2 separate regions of the Rattus norvegicus genome follow, and region 1 is linked to region 2. A link is a contact called in public Hi-C data. All regions are on one chromosome and are shown on one strand. Each heading gives the region's core, a stretch centred on a gene start, on an enhancer-like site or on the middle of the called end of the contact. The rest is flanking DNA. Distances are from core to core; before and after follow the strand shown. Region 1 has its middle 100 kb from the start of Peli2. Region 2 has its middle 220 kb from the start of Peli2.

Region 1 (3,249 bases), core at 564-3,063, 120 kb after region 2:
GAATTTACCCTTGCAATGAACAGTAACTGTGGGTCCAGTGACCTACCAATCTTTTAGGAATACTATGCAAAAAGTATGTGTGTTGAGGGTGGGGATGTCTTAGCTAGGGTTTTCCATTGCTGTGAAGAGACACCATGACCCAAGCAACTCTTGCAAAGGCAAACATTTAATTGGGGCTGGCTTACAGTTTCAGAGGTTCAGTCAATTATCATCCTGGCAGGAAGCATGGCAGACATGCTGGAGAAGGATTTGAGAGGTCTACATCTTGACCAAACTGCACCCAAGAGGAAATGACTCTTCCACACTGGATGGAATTTCAAAGCCCACCCCACAGTGATGTAACACTTCCAACAAGACCACACCCACTCCAACAAGGCCACACCTCCTCCAACAAGTCCACACCCACTCCAACAAGACCACACTTCCTCCAACAAGACCACACCCACTCCAACAAGGCCACACCTACTCCAACAAGGCCACACCTCCTAATAGTGCCACTTCACACGGGCCACCACAGGGGAGGAGGGGCCTTAGCAAGCGCCAGGAGCACAGTCATTTCCCAAATGTTCAATGGCGGTGGTGACAACTACTAAGTACAAGTGTGACCACTGTTCACCAAGAGAAGCGTAGATACTGGAGAGAATCCAAGGCCCAAAGCACATCTCTAACCTTGGCAGTGAGAGTGGGAGCGTGGAGGCATGAGTTTCCGGTTTTCCCATAGGCATGTATTATAAAAATATATAAATCAGGGCGGGTGTCGTGGCACACATACCTTTAATCCCACCACTTGGGAGGCTGAAGCAGGAGAAGTGTGAGTTTGAGGCCATCCTGGGATACACAAGGTAAGCCTGCCTCAAGCAACAGCTGTCTAATAAAGTAAGCATTGCAGATTTCTAAACGTGGCTTTGTATAAATTGTTAAAGGTATACCGAGAAGAGAGTTGGTAGTCAGTAAAGCGCTTGTCGTGGTCACATAAGTACAGAGACCCAAGTTCATCTTCAGGGTCTATTTTTTAAAAAAGCCAGGTGTGCTAGCAAGACCTTATAATCCCAGTGATGTGGGATTATAGATGTGGGAGTAGACTGATACCTGGGGCTACTGTCCAGCCAGTCCAGCCCACAGTATCCTCCACGACTGCCTCAAGAGGAATCAAAAACTAAAAAGGTGATGGTGCCCAAGGAATGACACTCGAGGTTGTCATCTGGTCTCCGTACACACCTGCACACGTATACAAGGCGCAAGCACACTGAGATTCGCATCCAGTGGCACCATTCCTTGAGATGGCTCAGTAGACCTCTGCTGCACAAAAATGTGTTGTTCTGGAGCCCTTTGAAAATTGCTCTGTCCAGAGTGTGTGCATGGGTCAGCCTGGAGAGCAAAAGGCCCAGTTGTCCTAGTCACGGTGATGGCTGTGGACGGGGTCCTGAGCTTTCTGGCTCTCTCGGGTTGCGGGGTGAGGGTGGCTCTGCTCAGCCCGAAGCCACTTTCAGTGAGGGGGAATCTTTGCCTCTCAATCTGTGACCTGCTTGTTCAAAGCCCTCTCTTCTGCCAAGGAGATAGAAGGCATCTGGCCAATCTCTCTTGATTGCCACATGGTAAGCCTTAGCTCTCACAGCGGTTGCTTGGTCTGGAGTGATCCTGGACATTTGAAAGTGACATTGATATTTCCAACAAGCTGAGAAGACTTCCAGCCAAAGGTAAAAATTTACATTTCAATGGTCAGCAAGTTTTAGCGCATTTAAGAAACTGGCCTGGGCGCTCAGCGCTGTGCACAGGTTTTGTTAATCAATTTGGCAGGAGGCGTTGCATTCCTAGGTTAAGACTGAGAACAAAAAGGACCTGTTTTTCCCTGTGTAATGAATTGCTGAGAAATGACTTGGAAAGCCTCTAGCCAGCGAGCTCAATTCCCTGGGCCATGAATTAGATAAAGGACTTTTTTTTTATGAGCTCACGGAGGGAGACCTCTGAGGATTTATGTGGGTGAGGAGAGAATGTCCATACTGTGCCACCACCTCCTCCCAAGGGCCCACGCACAGTGCAGAAGCCCAGAGACCTCACAGGCCATTGCCAGGGCCAAGTAGAGCCACAGCAGGGATGGACTGGGCAGTATACATTACTAGTTGCTCCCACCTCAGAGCTACAGGGCACACGGAGCCCAGTAGGGCACTGAACCTGCCCTGTGCTGGGAGTCAGAGTTTCTAGGAGAACAGGACAGACTTCCTCACAACCCATCACCATCAAAGACATGTCCCTGTTTCTTCTCCCCAACATTAATTTAACTGGGAAGCCCCGAGCCTTCGGTGCCTCTAGAACTCTGGGATAAATATGGAGGATGTTTGAAGATGCTTTCACAGCAAGATCAGAATCCTTTGCACACACAGAACTCTAAGAATGACAGCTAAGGAACAGTGAAGAAGGCAGCAGACCTGACAGTCCTTTAACCAAGCTGTCCTAAGGATAAGGCTATCTATAGGCATGTGGAACTTTTCAACACAGTGATCTTTCCCCTCTTCCTAAGTGTTCTCTGGTACAAGAGACGTAGCCCATCTTTTTATGAGCAAACTGGATGACTTAGCCTTGATTACCAATGAGGCTGCATGCCTGCTGAGAGCCGTGAATGTCTGGATTGACTGGGCCTCGTGCTTACGGACTGCCTGGGTGTGCGTGTGCCCTTGGATTGTGCTTGGTGAAATGACCTGGCTCCCTCCAACTGCTTAGGCAGGAGGACAACCTGGTTGTGACATCTGTCAGTCCAATGATGGCCAAGACAGTCTGGCAACACCTACCTTGTTCCCCAACCCCCAAATGTTCCCCCCAAAAGACTAGCGTTCTCATGTGACTGGTGGGCCACGAAAAATACAAAGGATTTTCTGTAAACCTAAGCTATCTGGTACGAGGAAGAAATAAGCAAGTAACAGACAAGAGAGAGAAATGCAACAGGCAAGAGTGTTCTGTAGTATTGTCTCAGGTCACCCCAGTACAATAACTAAAAAAGATCAAAATCCTTTTCCTACCTGTGTGGGGATGTCCTTATTCAGATGACAAACATCTCCATCTTTGATATTCTATTATCTACCTGGCCAAAGCATAAAGAAAGCATACACTTAAGAATGCATGCTACTTTCTAAGAGCTAGAAGGGCAGATTAATACCAACAGGAGTTCTGGTAGATGAATCATAGAGGTGTGGCCCCGAAGCTGAGAGCTTAGAATCTTGCAGTCCACTGATTGACATTTGAACTGCCACCAGC
Region 2 (3,620 bases), core at 229-2,728:
TGAATTCTCTCATGGATATTTCAAGCCTGCTGTTAGCTAGGCCTGAGCCTTGCCACAGAGCACCGGCCCCTCAACAACTCTTTCTTCCTTCCTTTCCTCACGTCCCCTCTCTCCCCTTTCTTTCCTCTTCCCCTCCCCCGATTTTCTTCTCTGTGTTCGCTACACTTTCCCTATCCCCTCTTCCCTCTTAGCTCCTCCTTCTTCTCTTCCCCCTCCCTTCTTTTCCTTTAGTTCTTTCTCCCACCCTCTCTTTCTCCCTCCTCCTCCCCACCCTCTTTACTTTTTGCTGTCTTATTTCCCTCCCTCTCCTCTCTTTCTCTCTCTTCCTCCCCCGCCCACTTTCCCACCTTCTAGTATTTCCCCCTCCCCTTTCTCCTTCTCTCTCCTTATAACTGTCTCTCCAATCCCCCCCTCCCTCCCTGCCACTCCTGGCAAGCAACTCCCTGGAAACCCTGTTGGGGAATTCTCTCCACTTTCAAGTGCTGCTCATTCTGCTTCTCATAAAGGTTTCAGAGGGAAGGTGAAGGATGGTCTGGCGGACGTTTACTCAGAGAGCAAATTTTCCGTTGTGTAAGCTACTTCTCAATTTAGTTGTGCTGCTGAAGGCTCAGAATCCCTCACTGACCACCTCAGTGTTGCTCAGATGTGACAGATGACACAGAAAACAGCAAACAGGGAGCCTAGGGAGGTGGCGCTGTCCTCTCATTAAGGCTCCTGAAGTGTATGGTAAACCAAGATGCTTGTGGGAGATTGGAGAATAATTCAGTAGTTTAAGGGTGTGACTTCCATAAAGGCACAAGGCATTGGGTTTGATGGACAGTTTAGTCTGCCAGGAAAAAAAAAATTCTTCTTCCTCAGTGGGAGAGGAGATACTTAAGGACTAAGACTCACTAGTAAGAACCACGTTTGTTTCAGTTCTTCTGCCTAAGGAAATATGATCACAGAGATTGATTACAGACCCCCAACAACAGGGGGAGCTAAGCCCATAACTGTTAATGCTCCAGCCTCCCCCTAACCCCCAGCCAGGGGATATCTCTTCCAGAATGCCTGCCTTGAAGAATTGTCATGATTTCTTTGTACCACTAGGCATCAAACATTCATTTCATGAACTACTAGGGTGTCAGTGAACAACATGGGAAAGTTCTCTGGGAGACAGCCCGGTTCAGGGAAGGTCTCCATGGTCCCAGGTCACCAATGAAAGCAACTCTTTGGCATATGTTATTTCCACACTTTTCTTGAAACCTGACCCATGACCATCCCTGTGCTGGAGACCTGGGGTTGAAAGCCCTCTCCCTCTCCCTCTCCCTCTCCCTCTCCCTCTCCTCTCCTCCTCAGACTTGTTTGCAAATCCATCCAGAGCCTGCCTTCTCTTGGAACCCTTCCCAGAGTCCCCATGTTAATGTGACATTCTTTCTGTGTTCTTCCCTCCCACCCTGGGCAGGTACTTCGTGCCCAACACTGTTCATCTGTCAGCCCTTTCCAGGTGACAAGCCTCTTGAGAACAGGGGCTCTGTTGTTCTCTTCTGTTGACTCAGCACCTGATTCTCTGTTAACCGTGCATAAATTTAGCTGAATGAATGAAACTAGTTTTCCTCCCTCAGAAAGATCTGTGGGAAAAAAACAAAAAACAAAACAAAACTAAACTATGAGCTATGGATTCATATGTTTCGCTCTGACAAAGCACTTATTAACATTCCTTGATCCAATTAAATGAAGACACCTCGACCAAGTCTCAGCTGCAAAGGAAAAGGCTAGGAAATTCTCTTGCTCTCATTAGCCGGGGGGGGCCTCCTCCGACTTGGAATAGCATCCTATTACACAAATAATTTACATGTAAGGGGAGAGTGTAAACAGCGTTCTGATTCATGAATATTAAGGGCATCTGCATGTCATTTAAATAAGGGAATGGGCGTCCTGGGAAAATTAGGAATAGAAAAGGCAACACCAAGCACAATGCATGGAAGGAGTAGGAAGAGCTCAAAGATGCTGTCTTATCTGCCGCCAGCCTCTAACCAACCCTCGGGGAGGCAGGGCGCTGTCTGGGTCAGTGGGCATTCCCATTCACAATAGAATATGATGAAGGAGGGAGAGAGAGCAGATGGAGGAGAGAGGCAGAGGTGGGGGTGGGGGTGGGGGTGGGGGAGACGGATAGCTTTTTATAAACACAGGTGCAACCTGTTTTTACACAGATATTCACGGGGTTTTCAGTTGCCGATTCCCAGGGCTAGACATTGTGGTCAAGCAGTTCAGGACTCTGTCCTCTGTGCTCACCTCTCTTCCCCTGGGACAAGGAGTCTATCTATCACATGCCTAGCTCACGTGGGAAGATTCTCTGGGTGATACCCGGAGATAGGGAAGGTGATCGCATGGTCTACGTGCTCCCGGGTTGTCCACAACGCAACTCCTTGCCAGACAGCACCTCCGTGCTTTCCTTGGCACATATCCTGGGACCCTACTCTACCTGTGGGCAGCAGTAGCATCTGTGGAGCCTAGAGAGCTCAGTGACCATGAGCTGTGGGGCTCCATTCCCCACTTTGGTCTTCTAGAGCCATTCAACAGTTCCCCTCCTTTCAACAATTTTGCATTTTTGTCTTCTTGACTCCAGGAATCCTCCCAGTAGCCTTTGACCTCTGGCTTGTGCTAAGTCCCCTCTGCACCGTGCAGAAGAGTTGCTGCTTTCCTGGTTAGGCACTGACTGCTGCCCACACCGACCGCTCCACCTGAGGCACAGCACGTCCATGTCTGGTTAAGGGCATGCAGCCCTCTCTTTGTTATAAGATCCACTAGAAAACATAATAATTGAAATAAAGTCAGTAGCTAGGAGAGAGGCATACCAAGCGTCATGACGGCTCAGCAGTAGTAGGTGGTTTCAAAACCAAAGAGCAATGTAGACAGTGTAACAACCGAAGGCTCCCGGGCCAGGCCATAGCCACCCCAGCTCTCTGCCTGTGGGGCCCCTATGAACTTCTTTGCCTCTACTTCAGCCTCTGGAAATTGAAAGGGCTCATTTGGACTAATTCTCAGTCAGAGCTTCAGCTAACAGAGTAAGAATATATGCCCTTGTGGAAAGTCTTCTTTGGACGGCAGTGGAGGAAAATTCCCTATGCGAGAGGTGACTCGAGGCTTGGCTGGAGCCTGCAGTTTAGCCTGAACCTGGTCTGCATGTGGGTGCTGCACAGGTAGTGAATCCCCAAATTCCACCCCTTGCCAGAAAACTGTCTTCGTTGTGTGGATAGGAGCTATTTCCACATCTGAGGGCGTAAGTCATCGCCAAGGCAGTGACCTCTTATGACCCTTCATATTATATTCACACAAGCGCCATAAAGCGAGCTCACAGAAGGTGTGAGTAGTGAAACTCAGAGCCTGGTCACAAAGGGAAGGCTGGCGCCAGAAACCTGCTGTGTGGTTGAATACAAGCAGCAGCCCTAGACATGGCAAGCCTTTCTCTACTGTTGTGTCTTAGCGGCTGTATTATCTTTGATTTAGGTCCCTTAATGTGTCCCCCAATCGCTGTATATATTTTTGTTAATATTAATGTATTTATGCATCTTGAAACCACCTAATTAATCCCTTGCTTTCCCAATGAGTTATATAAGTTGGCAGATTTATACGATAAAGAT

Evidence for each region. Hi-C and Micro-C count contacts between places; a contact is called where the count stands out from the background.
Region 1: a contact with region 2 is called in a Hi-C map of Schwann cells, with 3 times the contacts expected there. The contact joins two enhancer-like sites. A contact is called at or near these places in 2 of 12 Hi-C or Micro-C datasets (Schwann cells and kidney).

The regions. Positions count from the first base shown.
Region 1 is chr15:23,766,863-23,770,111 of GRCr8, forward strand. No RefSeq gene overlaps it. Among named protein-coding and RNA genes, the nearest start is that of Peli2, 100 kb to the right of the region's middle. Within about 2 kb of position 1,814, at least 10 of the 93 cell types and tissues checked have an H3K27ac peak or open chromatin away from gene starts, as enhancers often do. A contact at or near this core is called in Schwann cells, where this site is marked.
Region 2 is chr15:23,649,438-23,653,057 of GRCr8, forward strand. No RefSeq gene overlaps it. Among named protein-coding and RNA genes, the nearest start is that of Peli2, 220 kb to the right of the region's middle. Within about 2 kb of position 1,479, at least 2 of the 93 cell types and tissues checked have an H3K27ac peak or open chromatin away from gene starts, as enhancers often do. A contact at or near this core is called in Schwann cells, where this site is marked.